Regions from separate parts of the Zea mays genome. Here region 2 is linked to region 1. The links are chromatin contacts, called in public Hi-C maps. All regions are on one chromosome and are shown on one strand. Each heading gives the region's core, a stretch centred on a gene start, on an enhancer-like site or on the middle of the called end of the contact. The rest is flanking DNA. Distances are from core to core; before and after follow the strand shown.

Region 1 (7,807 bases), core at 3,581-6,080:
AGACCGCAGATAAGATTAGTGAGCCTTCATATTTTAGCTTGCTGTGACAATCTACTGGAGTAACAAGTTACTGTTTCCATGATATGTTGCAATTATTTGTTTGGTTCAATTTGCATGTTGTTCTTAACTTTTGGATCCTGCAGGTCTGGCACATACTGACGTACAGGATAATGAATATAAAACTTATAAACAAACAGGTAGCAGAAAGCTTTACCTTATCAAACCAAAAAGAAAATTATGCTTATGCTTATGGACCCTGCAGGCCAATCCACAAACAAGTAGGTGCCTGATCAACCATCAACAAAAGATGCTGGTTTATGAGCTGTGCATTGAGCTTTTAAATGATGCAGAAAGCAGTGAAATGGCAAGGCCATAAATCCAAATTTGAGAAAAAAATTGTTTAGATTTATAGGTGATGCTATAGCCTAGTCAAGAAAAATGGAAATACATAGGTGACTAAAATAATCAGTAAAGTAAAAAACAACAAAAGGACCAGCTTTCTCATCAGAATTTAATCAATAGGAACCAGCTAAGAGAAAGGTTTAGATTAGGAAAAGGCATCATTAAATATGCTCTGTTTGGTCTACAGCACAATTTAGTTGGGAAGAGGAGAATGATAGTAAAGGCAAAATACATGCCACTGGTGTGGCAGGTAGTGACAACTGATCATTTCATTTCCTTTATATACTTTCATTAGTCTGTAAAGTGGCACAATTGGTGTGGTCAAGCTTTATCATTATTTCTGCAAATTGCCAAGCAGAAGCACCACAATTTACATAATGAGTAATGTGGCCTCCATGAGATTCTAACTAAATAAACTAACTGCTGTTACTACTATGATAGAACAACAACAATAATGAAGCATTTTAGTCTCAAGCAAGTTAGGGTAGGCTAGAGTTAAAACACAATAAAACCTATAAGTCAAGGTTCAGACACATGGATGGCTGTTTTCCATGCACTCCTATTTAAGGCTAAATCCTTTGATATATTTCAACCTTTCAAAAAATAGCGACATTGAGTAAAGCTAATATTTGTGAATTGTGATGGTCTAGGCAGCCTAGTAGGGTAGAATAAATATCATGAGAGGTCCACCCGTTTAGCCATATAGGTGGTACACAAACTTTATGCGAAGTGATTATCTAATTCTAATCTAATCATAAGTGATGCATCTCGGGGACAAAATGCCAAGCTTCTAAGCATGTACTTAGAGATGACAACAACATATGAAAAAAAATGTTCAGCAGATTTTGATATTTCTGTCCTTACTGAACTAGCAGAAGGAAGTAAGATTAAGACATAACTTGGATATGAGTAAAGTTTATCAGAAAATGGGTGTTCAGGGAGATGTCTCAGCCTCTCTCTTATTTTTTCCATCCTCTTGATGAAATGGCAACTACCACTCCTGCATAGTCCCTAGTCCGGGAGATGAATGTAAAGTTTATCAACTAATAAACAATCAACAAGAAAATTATAAGTAATTTGGAGTGTTACATCGTTTGTCATTTAACCACTCTGGAAGGAATCTGAAGCAGAATTCAGAGTGGAACAACCATGATTAAAATAATTGAACTTGTAGTCCACTAGGGAGACCAAGATAAATTAATTATTCAATATACTGAGTTACTCACAGCATAAGCTAGTCTCTATAAATAGCAGAGAATGATGACCCCATGATTCATAGCATTCACATCAAAGAGTAAGAATAAGAGTATAAGACTAACAACAGCACCAAGAAGAAGACCCAAGATGACAGGCCTTGGCTCACCATGTGGTGCGTGCAAGTTCCTACGCAGGAAGTGTGTGAAGGGGTGTGTCTTCGCTCCATATTTCTGTCATGAGCACGGGGCTGCGCACTTTGCTGCTATCCATAAGGTCTTTGGGGCTAGCAATGCCTCAAAGCTCCTAATGCATCTGCCAATAAGTGACCGTTGCGAGGCTGCAGTCACTATGTCATATGAGGCGCAAGCCAGGCTTCAAGATCCAATATATGGCTGTGTTGCTCACATCTTTTCTCTGCAACAACAGGTAACAAGATTCTACATTAGCACTCATTTCCAAAAATAAAGTTATGCATAAATGATGTGTTTGGTTCACATTCAATATAGAAAGGGTAAATGTCACTCGAGCAGTCAATCTGTAGACTCATAGGAAATAACACTTACAACAAACTTAACTATAACATGAAAAAGTTTTGGAGTATCATATAATTTCATAAATGCAGCTAAGAGCTATCCACTAAGTGTGATGATATAATAAACATATCTTCCTATCTTATTATGAGACCGCTACTTCGTTATTTTTTAACAATGCATAAATTTATAGTATTCTAGATTATTTAAAAAGGTCTCTCAATCATAATAATTCACACTGCAAAGAAATCAACATTTACAAAGTGTACTATTTGTGAAATTTCATAGGTGGTCAGGCTGCAAGCAGAACTAGAGTCTTTCAAAGCTCTAGCAATACAAGGATGTGGAGATGGGTCCTTGACATCAAACCCTCAGAAAGAAAACTGTGAAAGATTAGCACCTTATATTCAAGACGGGCAGCTCTTTTACCAACCAACAATGGCAAACAATTCTTCAGTAAAGAGTGAGAGGCAGTTATACTTTGCAAACGATTGCTTCACATCAACGTCAACTCAACATTCTGAAGGTTATGAGCCAGATATATGCATGCCTGACTACTACAACAACAGCAATCCTTCTTGGACCACGCAAGGGAGTGGGTATCATGATATTGATGAGCTTCAATCAGTAGCCTTTGCATATCTGGACAATGCTTGACAAAACGAGGAATTTGATAGTTATTGTACAAGTTTGAATAGTTTTGGTAACAATACCTTACAGATGTCAATCAAGTTTTCTAGCATGGGCATTGAGTTACTGAAGAAGCTGTGTGTTGATGTACTCATAACTAAAACTTCAAACTGCACTTTTGTAGTTTAGAAATCCTAGTTTCTTCATGATGATTCCTGCAGAAGAATTAAATTGGAATTGTTCAATAAGAAACACATCATTTGGTGCAGATAAATAGAAGATTGAAACGAAATAGACCGTAACGGTATTGCATTTCAGTCTGTTATGTGGAGACCAAAAGGTTCTTGAGTGTATAATTGTAATTTTAGTGCTTGTACTGAACATCTGTTTAACTCTGTAAGCAAGTATATTTAGCCATTGCTTATCTCTCTCGTTTTTCCCAAAAAGATAACAATGGTGGTAATAAAGTATGGACTCAAAAAATCAAGAACATTATGTGAACCTGAAGAAAGGGGAACTAAAAGCAGACTCAAGTTTTTCTTTTCTGACGAAAGTCTCTTCATATGTAAACTATAAAACCCTGTAAACTAGTAGTAATAGGATCAGTGAAATTCGTGTTTATATTAAATGTCAACTTCACTTCTCGTTCAGTCTTACCTACAGCAATAACCCATAATGTATTATTTAGTCTGGTCTTTTTGTGGGTTATTTTTAGTATTTAGGGCCTCTTTGAATGCACTAGAGTTAATAATTAACTGCTAAAATTAGTTAAAGAAATCTAAACATTCTAGTTAATGGTTCAGATATTAGCTACTTTTTTAAAAAAAAAAACTCGTCCAGTAGGGGAAAGATATTAGTTACTTTTAACAAATTAGCTAATAGTTGACTAGCTATTTGTTAGCCAGCTAATTCCACTAACAAATTTTTAGCCAACTAAGTATTAGCTCTAGTGCATTCAAACAATCCATTAAACACTCTATCAGAGCAAGCCGTATATCACCCAGGATAAGCTGTTTTGATTGTTTCTTATTGAAAAGTCACCCAACTAAGTTACAGATTTTGAGGGAGGGAGTCTCGTTTCACAGCAGGTCATATGCTGAACAGCGCATAAGCAGCTTCTCCATGCTAAGCAGGGTCGACCACAATAAGACGCAGGCAATGATAGACATCTAGTTGTCAGACACTGAAGTTCATACCCTGTTTGGCACACCTATTTCATAGCTTCTTTATAAATTTAAACAGAAGTTATACCAAATAAAAACACTTCTGATGAACTAAGGGCAAATAATAAGCAAGCTGCTTTTCACGAGCTTCTCAGCTGCTTTTCCAACAAACTGCAAACAGCAGTTGTACCAAACAGGACATGTCAATGTGCCATACTATATACGTGTCTGATGAAGTATATTGTCGAGCATGTGTTGGGCGTAGCCGATGTCAAACTAGCACCAACACAGCATCATTGGACAGCAATGCCACCGTAAGAGTGAAGCTACCTCCAGCAGCTCTTCTATCATATTTCCTATCTCACCTCTTATTTCAAAATGCTATCTACAGTATTTTGCGAGAAATTTGCTGTTTTGCCACTCTCAAATTTGACTGTCTGTTATTATGCCATCCCGTGTCTATGACTGGTAGGACCGTCTGTGTCTATGATTTGTGGGTCCGATAGCATACTGACGAAGCCCACAAATGATAATGGCAAAATTGCCAATGGCTCGTATTTTGCACCTGCTGCTAGACAGCCTGAGGTCGCGCGTTACCTGGTGGAGCGGAAATCTCGTTAGGGCATCGGGGCTGGAGACTGCGTTGCTTGGACGCGAGAGGGCTCCCCCTACCCGCCACCCGGCGGCGTCCATCGCCGGAAGCCAAGGCGGGCGATTCGCCGCGCAGAAATGGAACTTCTTCTGATCTTCTCCAATTGATTGAAATGGGCCGTAACCGACAGGCGATGGGCCCATCTGTAGCAGTAGTGTGCATGCCACGGTTGCCACCCAACCCGAAAACCGGAAGGCAGGTGTCGCAGGTCCGCCCGCCCGCCCAATATCGGTTACGATTTGGGCCCACTGACTCCAACCCCATTTGCGTGGTCTTGCTCCAGAAGGACGGAGGAGGCGCATCAAGCTTTCATCAGATCTCGCCGCCCACCCACACCGGCAGGCAGGCTCCGTCGGCTTCTCCGCACCCGTGAGAACTCTTCGGCCAGTGAAGGTCGCGTCCGATGAACTCGAGAAGGTCAGGATCCTTAATAGCTCAACCCTAGCGAGCAATCCCCAGGACATATCTATCTATCTCGACTGTTATTAGTGGGTAGAACGAACTATTCCGCCTTTTTTTTACAGGTTCATGTCATAACGTGAGCTTGCGTGTTTAGGAATGTGGCGTTTTTTTACGCGAAGTAATGTGGTATTGCCGTATTGGTGCCGAACAATTTTCCCCATGCAAATCTGTGTAGTTTATACCGTTCGTTGCACCATACGGTGGATCCTGTTACCCAGCTTCCAATACCTGACCTGCTGAGTACTATCTGCTGCGCCCCCGCTTGTCCCTTTGTGCCTGGTGAAGTAAATCCCATTGTTCTTGTGACGCCTCAGCTAATTTCCCGGTACCAGTGGTTGGTTTCCCGGAATTACGAATTCAATGCCATTTACCCCTCTTGAAGCCCCACTTTAGCAGTCAGTTCTGTCAAACCATGACCATGAGGAGTTTTTTTTTTGGCAGTTTTGAATTCTGATGGATAGTCCTCATTTTAGTTTTACCCTAGGCCTGGGTTGTTTCTTCGGTTCCATTAATCGACCGCCATCATGTATTGATTTTGATTCTTCGGTTCCTTGCATGTATTGATTACTTTTGAATTCTGTGCTGCCTGAGCCACTTATGAAATATGCACATCCACGAAAAATATTGACCATCATGTATGATCCCTTCTCCAGGGCAGCCAGACAAGTTTTAGTCGTATGTCATTTTCATTGAACTAATTCAAAGCTAAATGCTGTATTTTTGTTTTCTGGTCCTAGATCGCAGTTGTGTAGGATATAATAATCTTCTGTTTCATCCCCTTACTAAGTTAAGCTTGTCTATTCCTGTTCTTTTGTTTTACATGCAAATACATTGTTACATTCAGTTGTGGCAATGTTTGTAAATGTTGTTTTCATTAGTTTGTCATGATTTCCCAACACTAGTCATTTTGCAAGCCAATGGCGATACTATCTAATTGCACAGGCTTACTAATTAAGACTGTCACTGTGCCAGGTCTTGGTCTACTGGTAGTTTAACTTACCTACTGCAATTGCTCTGCATTCGTTCTGTGTAATTGGTGAATTGCAGTCTAATCGTAATTCAAGAAAATTAACAGAGCAGCAACTAGCAAGTGCTTGCATACAGCCTTCCAGTTTCCTCATTAGATTGTACCTCATCCTTAATTTTCCAATTTACCACTCTTTCCTGTCAATTTCATATCGGCTTTGTGATAATGACTTTGTATAAAGTTACCTTTTCTCCATTAATGATCTAAGCAAAAGGTGTGGTTACTTGCCATCTATGTTAAATTTGACAAGATACATAAGATATGAGACTAGACATCTACAAAGTGCCCTATTTTATACAGAACTGAGAAAAGAATAGGCGGATGCCATGAAAAATGGCTACTTTGTCCTATATTCCTTCTGCAGTCATTGGAAGTACAGACAACCAGTAGATAATTGCACTGCTTTGGTTGTTAGCAAAATGGTAATGATGTCATTTATCCATTTTTATTATTTGCAGGGACTTCCGTAGCCATAGAGCTGCTTTATTTGATGGCATTGAAGAAGGTGGGGTGAGAGCTCCAGCTTATTCTTCTCGTGAAATTCATGAGCATGAGAATGATCAAGCTCTGGACAGTTTGCATGATAGGGTCAGCGTTCTCAAAAGAGTATGTATGCTGCACTTTCATATCTTTGCGGACCATTTTAACATTTTGTTGCCTTCAATTGACCTGGCAGAAACTTAATATCCTACTAGAAACAGGAAAGCAAAGGGCCACAGTGTTGAGTATGATAATAATTGGAAACTTTTGAAACAGCTTTATTTAATGTTGATAATAAATACCTTGATGCTACATCCTCCAAACGTAAAGATGAGATTAATTGTCAATTTGATAGACATGTTGAACAGAATTAGCTAGTTTTTGTACAAAGATCTACTATAAAGCAATAGTTTGGCAATTGGAATTTTCATATAATCCATATAGCTATACTAGTACTGGTACAGGTTTCTAGATCAACCGGCTGGTATGACATGGTTACATATACCATTTGTGGTGTTTCTGCCATAAAGATCGACTTGAATTATTTTCCAGCTGGGATTTCATGCATAAATCAGTAAATTGAATAATTAAAAAAATGTCATCTCCCCATCTGAGTGTTATAGTGTTTATGTAGCACATGAAATTGCATCAGTAAAATGCAATGTTTCCATCTGGGATTTATGCATACAGTGATACAGACCATAAAATTTAAGTTTTGTATGTTCTACACTGTTTCTCACACTAGTAGTGTGTCCGTGCTAATGCTATGGTAAAATACAAAACAAGATAAATTTCGTAAAGAAAATAAACAATTAGATTCATTAAGGTTCACATCTTATCTCTACCCCCTCTATAAGGGTGCGTTTGGTTTCAATGACAGGATGGGATGGGACGGGACGATCCCTCAAATAAGGTTGTTTGGTTCAGGGTCAGGGGTTGGGACAGGACTATCCCAGTGTTATCCCCAGTTATCCCTCAAAAGTGGAGGGACAAGAGAGAACGTCAGGGGACGTCCCTGTCCTGGCTGTCCCGCAACCAAACACACCCTAATACACCAAACCAGGCCTTCTTCGCTTACCCTGATCTGATGATTTTGGCTTTAGGATCTTCAATAAGTGAGAGAAGAAGGCTTGGGGAGAGATCCAGGCCATTCACTCATTTGCATGATGTTGGATTACTTTGGTACACAAATTTGGGTGTACTTAGATTAGTCATAACTGTGGTGGTGGATTTAGTATAGAGGGGTAGAGATTTTATTGATGCC
Region 2 (7,807 bases), core at 1,478-3,977, 360 kb after region 1:
GGGTTTAGAACCTATCATTGCCTATACATGTAGGACCGATACCCTTGACGAAGTTAAATAATGTTTTCACGACATGGTTCGGTTTAACAGTCTCAGGCATGACTGAAGATCGTACATAGATGTACAATGGTTGGAGTAGGAATGGACGTCATTCTGATGATTGAGTAGCCAAGACCAAAGGTTTTGTGGACCACGTATTCTCCTTGTCATTAACCAGCACTGTCAGATGCCCTTGTAGGCGGCACAAAAATAGTATATTTCTTAATAAGGAAAGAGTTAGCCTAGATCTTTGTCAGTTTGGATTTATGCCCGAAATTTGAGGTGTGGGAACATCAATGGTGAGGTAGTACGCAACCGGAATGTAGAAGATGAGGAGAACAATAATTGGGCTGGCGATGATGCGATGCATGAGATGCTAGATTCGCTACGTCCAGAATTAAACCTAAGCTCCGAGGATCCTGTCACACGAGAGGTTTCCAGATTTTTTAAACTACTAAAAGACTCTAAAGAGCCATTGCATGAACACATATGTGAGTATACTCGCTTTTGTGACTCGGCTCATGGCCATTAAGTCCAAGTATTTTTTTTTCTCGAACAATTGTTACAATGAGATTATGTTGATGGTTTGAGTTATTCGCTTTTAGAGGGAGTCATTATGTTGTAATGGACTATTTGTGAACTGTGATGTTGTATTTGTGAACTCTGATGTGGTGAACCGTTTGTGGACTATTTGTGAACTGTAATGGACCCCGATATGTAAACTATTCGTTTCTGTCATTGTATTGTGATTATACTGTTGATGAAATTGTTGTTGTTTTTTGCATTTTTCAAAAAAAATCTCTGAAAATGTTAATTTTCGGCGGCCAACTGAGGTCGCCGAAAATAAGCGGCTGCTGTTTTCGGTGGTTACTGTTTTCGGCGCCGCAGCCTAGCCGTCGAAAATAACCCCTTATTTTCGGCGGCTAGCCTGTCGACCGCCGAAAATAAGCTATTTTCGGCGGCTGGTCGCTGGCCGCCGAAAATAAACGCTTATTTTCGGTTGATTTTTTCTGGCGGTCAGAAACCACCGAAAATAGCTTATTTTCGGCGGCAAAGATATTATTTTTGGCGGCTTCTGGCCATCGAAAATGACTGTGTCTTCTGTAGTGGATGGGGACCTCAATAATGTTAAAATCGATCGCGCCGACCTTGTTAGCATGGATCTTGATGTCGAGATTCTGTCATGTTAGCGCTCACGCCGGATAGGTCGTGATACCTTGTGTTATGTTCTGTAGTGTCGAGACGTGTAACCTCGCTTTTATCGTTTACAGTATCGATCGACTCCATGATCTAGTCGAAATTAGTTTCTTCAGAACTCCTAGAGCTTTTTTTTAAAGAAAAGGCTATAATGGAAAAATACGGGTGGTGGTCCCTTTCGGGAGGAAGAATTACCAGAGTACCAAACCAGCTGTGTCCTGTGAGCTGGTTTGGTATGTGAGGTGTGGCATGAAAAAAATACGGGCCGGCCGGGGCGGCCGGCTGATTCGAATCGAAGAAAAAAAGAGCGGCAGTGCAGAGCAGACTCGTGTGTCGATTAGGGATGAAAACGGGACGGGTACCCGGAACGGGTATCGGATACGGGTACCAAAACGGGACGTAATTTCGGATACGGATACAGGTATTTTGTTTGTCGGGACGGATACGGGTATTACCCGGATATTGAACCTCGGATACGGGTAGGATACGGAATCACTAATACCCGGTCAGTACCCGAAAATCCCGGGTCGGATACGGGTACCCGGAATTCGGGTACCCGTTTTTTCTTTTTCTGCATAATATAGTTATAAAATCATAACTTTTACATATGAAATCGGATGAAGATAAAGTTTATATGAAAATTGTAGAGCTTGAAGAGATCTATGACTTTGTAATACATCATGTTTTTGTTTAAACAATATTTTAATGATTTAATTGTATTTTGATGATTTTCTATGACAAGAAATTAATAATACATAAATAGCCTCAAAAAATTGTGAAATTTTACGGAGATACAACGTATGTCCATATGTAACCATAAAAAATGTTTGGATCATAAGATCTATAAGATGCCCACATTTCTTTCCTTTCACTTATTTGTATGAGTTACATGTGAAATTAGTGTAAGTATCCAAGTTTCAATATAATCAGTACTTCACTTTATCATTTTCATACGAGGACTTGAGTTATCTTCATATAAAATGTTTATTAGTTTTTGTAACTTATTTGCAAATTTTTAGAACTAGAATATTTTATGAATTTTAAATATTGCGGTGTTGGTTCTACAATGTTCTTGTGATAAGCAACTTTGAACTGCATGATGTCAATTTTACCGGTTTCCTTTCTTACATCTGATGTATCATATACATGATTATGTATTGCTTAACTTATGGATGGTTGGACAATTAATATCATCGGATGAACTACCCGACAATTATCCGGTACCTACCCGAGTAGTATCCGTTATCCGTTTCTTACCCGTCCGGATTATTACCCGGTCCCGTCCTGTATCCGTCCCGAATCTTAACTACCCGTATTCGGTCCCGTATCCGAGAGAAATATATTAGGGTAGGATACGGGATGACCCTATATCCGGCTGTATCCGTCCCGTTTTCATCCTAGTGTCGATCGCGTCGCGTGGTAACCATGAAGGCCGCGCGGCAGGCCATAAATGTGCACCTCCTCCGATCCGGGTCCTCCCAACCGAACCATCTACCACCTCCATCGCTTTTCTCCACCTCCAAGGCTCCAATTCAATTCCATCGCGCTGTCGTCTTCGTTGCCCGGTCGCCATTTTTTCCTCCTGATTTCTTCTTTTTCTTCCCTCACTATATGGTCAGGCCTCTGCCTGTCCCTCTCGTGTCGTGCCGTTGTGCGGTGCTCGATCCTGCCCGTCGCCTCTCCGGCCACCGCTGAGAAGATCCACCATTAAATGCCTGATCCACCCACCTCCTCCTCCTGGCTTCCCTATATCACTCACCCATCCACCTCGCTTCGACCTCACCTCACAGACTCCTCACACTTAGTACTGTTAGCCAGGAACAAGCCCCAGCAGCAGCAGCAGCAATGGCCGTGGAGAACGGCAGCGCCGACGAGGCGGCGGCGGTGACCGTGACCGTGACCGGCGCCCGCACCGTGGCGCCGGCCAAGAACCGCTGCACGCTCGCCACCTTCGACCTCCCCTACATCACCTTCTACTACAACCAGAAGCTGCTCCTGTACCGCGCCGCCCCCGACTTCCCGGACGCCGTGGCGCGCATGACGGCCGCGCTCGCCGACGCGCTCCGCGTCTTCTACCCGCTCGCCGGCCGCATCCGCCAGGACGACGGCGGCGCGCTGGCAGTCGAGGGCGACGAGGGCGCCGAGGTCTTCGAGGCCGAGGCCCAGGGCGTCGCCGTCGACGACCTCGCCGGAGGGGACTGCAGCGACGAGGCGGAGAAGGTCTTGCAGCACCTCGTGCCCTACACCGGCGTCATGAACCTCGAGGGCCTCCGCCGCCCGCTTCTCGCCGTCCAAGTGAGTGCCGTTGTATTGTAGTATTTCCGAGATCTTTCGGTCGCGCTATGGATCACAGCATGCAAACAGGATAAACTTGACACGCCATTCCCATTAATTATCAGTTGCGTGACGCCTTGTTCAAAATCGAAACGTACAAATCCCTTACATTCTTCATGATGTCATGTTAACACAGCAAACAGGATAAACTTTAAAAACATAGTATTTTTTTTAAAAAAAACAAATTTACGATTTTAGACAATGCATACATCATCTTGCTCCGATCCACATTAATCTCCACAGTAAATGAGTCTTGAATGTCAACCTACCCACTGTATACTGGCAGATGGAAGTAATGCATTGCTGGTACCAAGTACCCCAACAGCGGCTGCCTGTACAGTGCACATAAACCATTGGCCAGGCAACATAAGTCATCTTGTTTTTACAGCGATGCGTTTGCATGCATGCAGTTCACAAAGCTCAAGGACGGTCTGGCGGTGGGGTGCGCCTTCAACCACGCGGTGCTGGACGGCACCTCCACGTGGCACTTCATGTCCTCCTGGGCCGAGCTCTGCCGCGGCGTACCCCTGTCGCTGCAGCCCATCCACGACCGGTCCCTGTCCCGCTCCGTGCGCGTGCGGCTGGAGCTGCCGGCGTCCGCCGAGGCCCACGAGAAGACGGACCCGAACGGGCCGAAGAAGGCGCTGGTGGCCCGCGTCTTCTCGTTCCCGGAGCCCACCGTGGCGCGCATCAAGGCCGCGGCCAACGCGGCGCTGCCGCCGGGCGCAAAGCCCTTCTCAACGTTCCAGTCCCTGGGGGCGCACATCTGGCGCGCCGTCTCCCGCGCCCGGGGCCTCGGCCCCGCCGACATCACCGCCTTCGCCGTCTTCGCCGACTGCCGCGCCCGCCTCGACCCGCCCCTCCCGCCGGCCTACTTCGGCAACCTCATCCAGGCGGTGTTCACGGGCGTGCCCGCGGGGATGCTCCTGGGCGGGCCCCCCGAGCTGCCCGCGGGCCTGCTGCAGAAGGCCATCGACGAGCACGACGCCGCCGCGGTCACCAGGAGGCTGGAGGAGTACGAGGCGGCGCCCAAGCTGTTCCACTACAGCGACGCCGGCCCCAACTGCGTGGCCGTCGGCAGCTCGCCGCGCTTCAGGGTCTACGACGTCGACTTCGGCTTCGGACGGCCCGAGCGCGTCCGCAGCGGCGGGAACAACAAGTTCGACGGCATGGTGTACCTGTACCCCGGCCGCGGCGGTGACGGCGGCATCGACGTCGAGCTGGCGCTGCAGCCGGAGCCCATGCAGAGGCTGGAGAAGGACGACGACTTCTTCCTGCGCCAGGCGGCAGCCTAAGCCCGAGTCGTCGATCGTCGTGTCAGTGTCCACTGTCCACCCATCCAGTTCGTTGATCGTGCTTTATTTTAGTAGTAAGTATTGTGTACGTTCCTGCTTGCTATATTATTATTATACTAGTGTTTTGCTTTGTTCCTTGATTAATTGTACGAGCTAGGCGTGCGTGTTGGATTACACTGTATTTGCTGGACTGGAGCTGAATAAGGATGGACCAGACTTCGATTAGTTTGTGCAAGCTCACGAGTGATCGAGCATGGTCCCTATATATGTCATCACTCGTTGTAGTAATGCAGTAATGTACTCATTATATTGTTATGCATGTACTTCCACTTGTACCATACCATGGAATCGAACCAATCAACCAATGCAAGAATTTAGAATCTACGTGCAACCATGGAGTATTTTCTGAGTGTATGCTTGCACCGCACATGCCTCGTGTTTGCTGTTTGTTATAACGTTTGACGGTGGGCCCTTAGGCTGGTTCCATGCACCATCTCTCCGCCCATGTCACGTCAGCTCTCAACTCTATTCTCGTCTCTGCTACTTTAGTATACAGAGACAAAGTACAACATGCTACAGTCTCAACCCGTAGCCAACTCATCTTTTTTATTTCACAATAGCTATTTCATGCTGATTTATTCGGACATCTAAAAATTACGCAACACATTTTTTTATTGAATTAAAAATTATGTATTACATGATACTTAGAATAAAATTACATAGTAATTAGAAAACAAAATTCCATGAGATGAAATAGTGTGTGAAATGAGCTTCAACTAAGTGAGAGTATTTATAAATGGACTGAAAATGAAATTTATGTTTTTTTGTTTGTTTTTTGAATTTTTTGGACTCCAAACAATCACCAACGGCTAGTACACGTGGCACTGACGTGGCTGGCATGGACCAATCAGAGGCCGCCAATTCACTCTCACCCGCCCGCACCCATTCCAACGGATCACCCCTCTATCGCCCGTATCTCACTTCTCTACCACCCCATCTGCTCTCCAATGCGGGCTAGAGCGAGGCGATAGGCACACTGTCGCCGGGCGACGCGGCCATCGCCCGCTCCCACCCTCTCGCTCGTCTCCTGCCCATCACCTGCTATGGGATGTCCACTCTCGCCTCTACTCTAGCCCCCATTGCCACCAGCCTTAGTGAGTGTACATGATGTACCTTTTTTAGGTTCGGCGGGGGGTTAGCAAATCACCGTGAGTTCATGATCTCCAAGGGGACTTGGTGTACTCTAGGTTAACGGTAGAGAACCCAATGTGAGAGTATATGATGCACGAGGGATAGTAGATTGAGAAAGATTTGGATCATTGGAGCATAATATTCTATGTTCTCTTGGTTGCAGGTTGTATTGCTTCAAAGTCGAAAAAGACTTTGTCCTGAGCTAGGATCAGATGTCCCCTCTTAAGGGGCCCCTCTCCCATTTATAATCTAAGGGAGAGGGGGTTACATGTTGTGTGGGACCAGCTTGGTAGCCAGACCCCTTCTACTGTTATTATTGAAGGTGTAACTGTCCATCCACTATCCAGTGTCAGCACTGCCTACACGTCATGGATGGTCAAAGCCACCCATACACCATAGATGGCGGAAGTCGTCTCCAGACGTGGCGGTCGTTGTCCATGCATGCGCCATAGTGGCGTACTATTGTGTAATGCCTAATTTTTGAATCGGCAAAATTTCTCAAAATTTAGTTTACTTTGATAAGATTTGAGTGGTTTAGAATCAAACATTATAGTTTTATATATTTTTATTTTATTACAAGTCAACTAAAATGAATCATAAGGTTGAATTGGGTATGTCGTTGCATAGTATTTTTAAGCGCAAAACATGTTTGAAACATATTAATATACCCCCATAGAAGTCTCTGATAATTTTTCATAGTTTTCTGAGCATTTTTCCTTTTTAGGAAAAGGAAAGTATATTTATTAAAGGCACTTAAATCGTTTTAGAAGCTTTAAAGATTTTATTTGAGTTCAATAGGTGCCAAAACATGTCTAAGAGTTTTCATAGAATTTTTGGAGCCTTTGGAACATTTTCATTTATTAAAAACAAATTTTAGCATTTTGTACAAATAATTAAATCCTTAGAAATAGTTTTAGCCAGATTTTGGATAATTTCAACTCTCCCTATACATATATGTTGATCTCGACGAGTACAATCCAAAACAACAAACCATTTCGTGAAATTCCATCTCTAGCTCTCCCAGTTCGCCACAGAACTTCAGGTTTTTCTCCAACTCCAACTTCGGCGACCAATTGCTCCCCATATGTTCATTCCTAGAGCCATCAGAGGGTACCATCGTGACTAACTCGTTGAGAGCTTCATCGCCACACTTCTGGATCATCGTTTGCACCTATGGTTCATCGTTAATCAACGAAAAACTGAGAACTCTAGCGAACAACTCCAACTCCGGTGATCTCATCTATTACCATTCTTCGATTTTCTTCATTGTGTGATGCATCTCCTTCTTCCCCAATGCCTCCATCTTGCAGTGCCACATCCAGATTTAAGGACAAATCTATATGCGTCTCATATGTGTGTCAGGATTAAGTTTCACGCGTATGATGACTTAGTGTATAGAAACTAGTATCACAAACTTTATTATATAAGCAAAATGCCTTTACAAAAAATAACTAAATAATATGAACCAAATGATGACAACGACGACGATCACGTTAACGAGCCACAAGCAAATTGACCGGAGCGATGACAACCAAGACCTCCTCAAACTCTTCATAGTAGTCTTCCTCCTGTCGACCTGATTCTAAACAAATCTTGCAAGGGTGAGCTCACTTACGGTGGGAGCTCAATAAGTGTGTAGGAAAAAGTGTAGTATAAGGCTTACCAAAAGGAAAAGTCTGAGGCTAAGCATTAGTTTTATTTAAGTTGGTCAAACATTTATTAGCAATTACTAGGTATAAGTAAATATCAAA

What was found. Hi-C and Micro-C count contacts between places; a contact is called where the count stands out from the background.
Region 2: a Hi-C map of tassel shows a contact between it and region 1, with 2.6 times the contacts expected there. The contact joins the promoter of LOC100191512 here to the promoter of LOC100285054 in region 1. A contact is called at or near these places in 3 of 25 Hi-C or Micro-C datasets (ear, leaf and tassel).

Annotation. Positions count from the first base shown.
Region 1 is chr1:207,085,984-207,093,790 of Zm-B73-REFERENCE-NAM-5.0, forward strand. LOC100285054 (BET1) reads left to right here and starts at 4,831. Exons shown (of 5, transcript NM_001157949.2): 1 at 4,831-4,991; 2 at 6,522-6,669. The coding sequence starts at 4,978. LOC109943494 (LOB domain-containing protein 29) reads left to right here and starts at 1,684. Exons shown (of 2, transcript XM_020546663.2): 1 at 1,684-2,025; 2 at 2,418-3,187. The coding sequence starts at 1,747. The coding sequence ends at 2,786.
Region 2 is chr1:207,452,700-207,460,506 of Zm-B73-REFERENCE-NAM-5.0, forward strand. It overlaps LOC100191512 (acyltransferase), which reads left to right and starts at 2,728. Exons shown (of 2, transcript NM_001136944.1): 1 at 2,728-3,531; 2 at 3,981-5,089. The coding sequence starts at 3,082. The coding sequence ends at 4,865.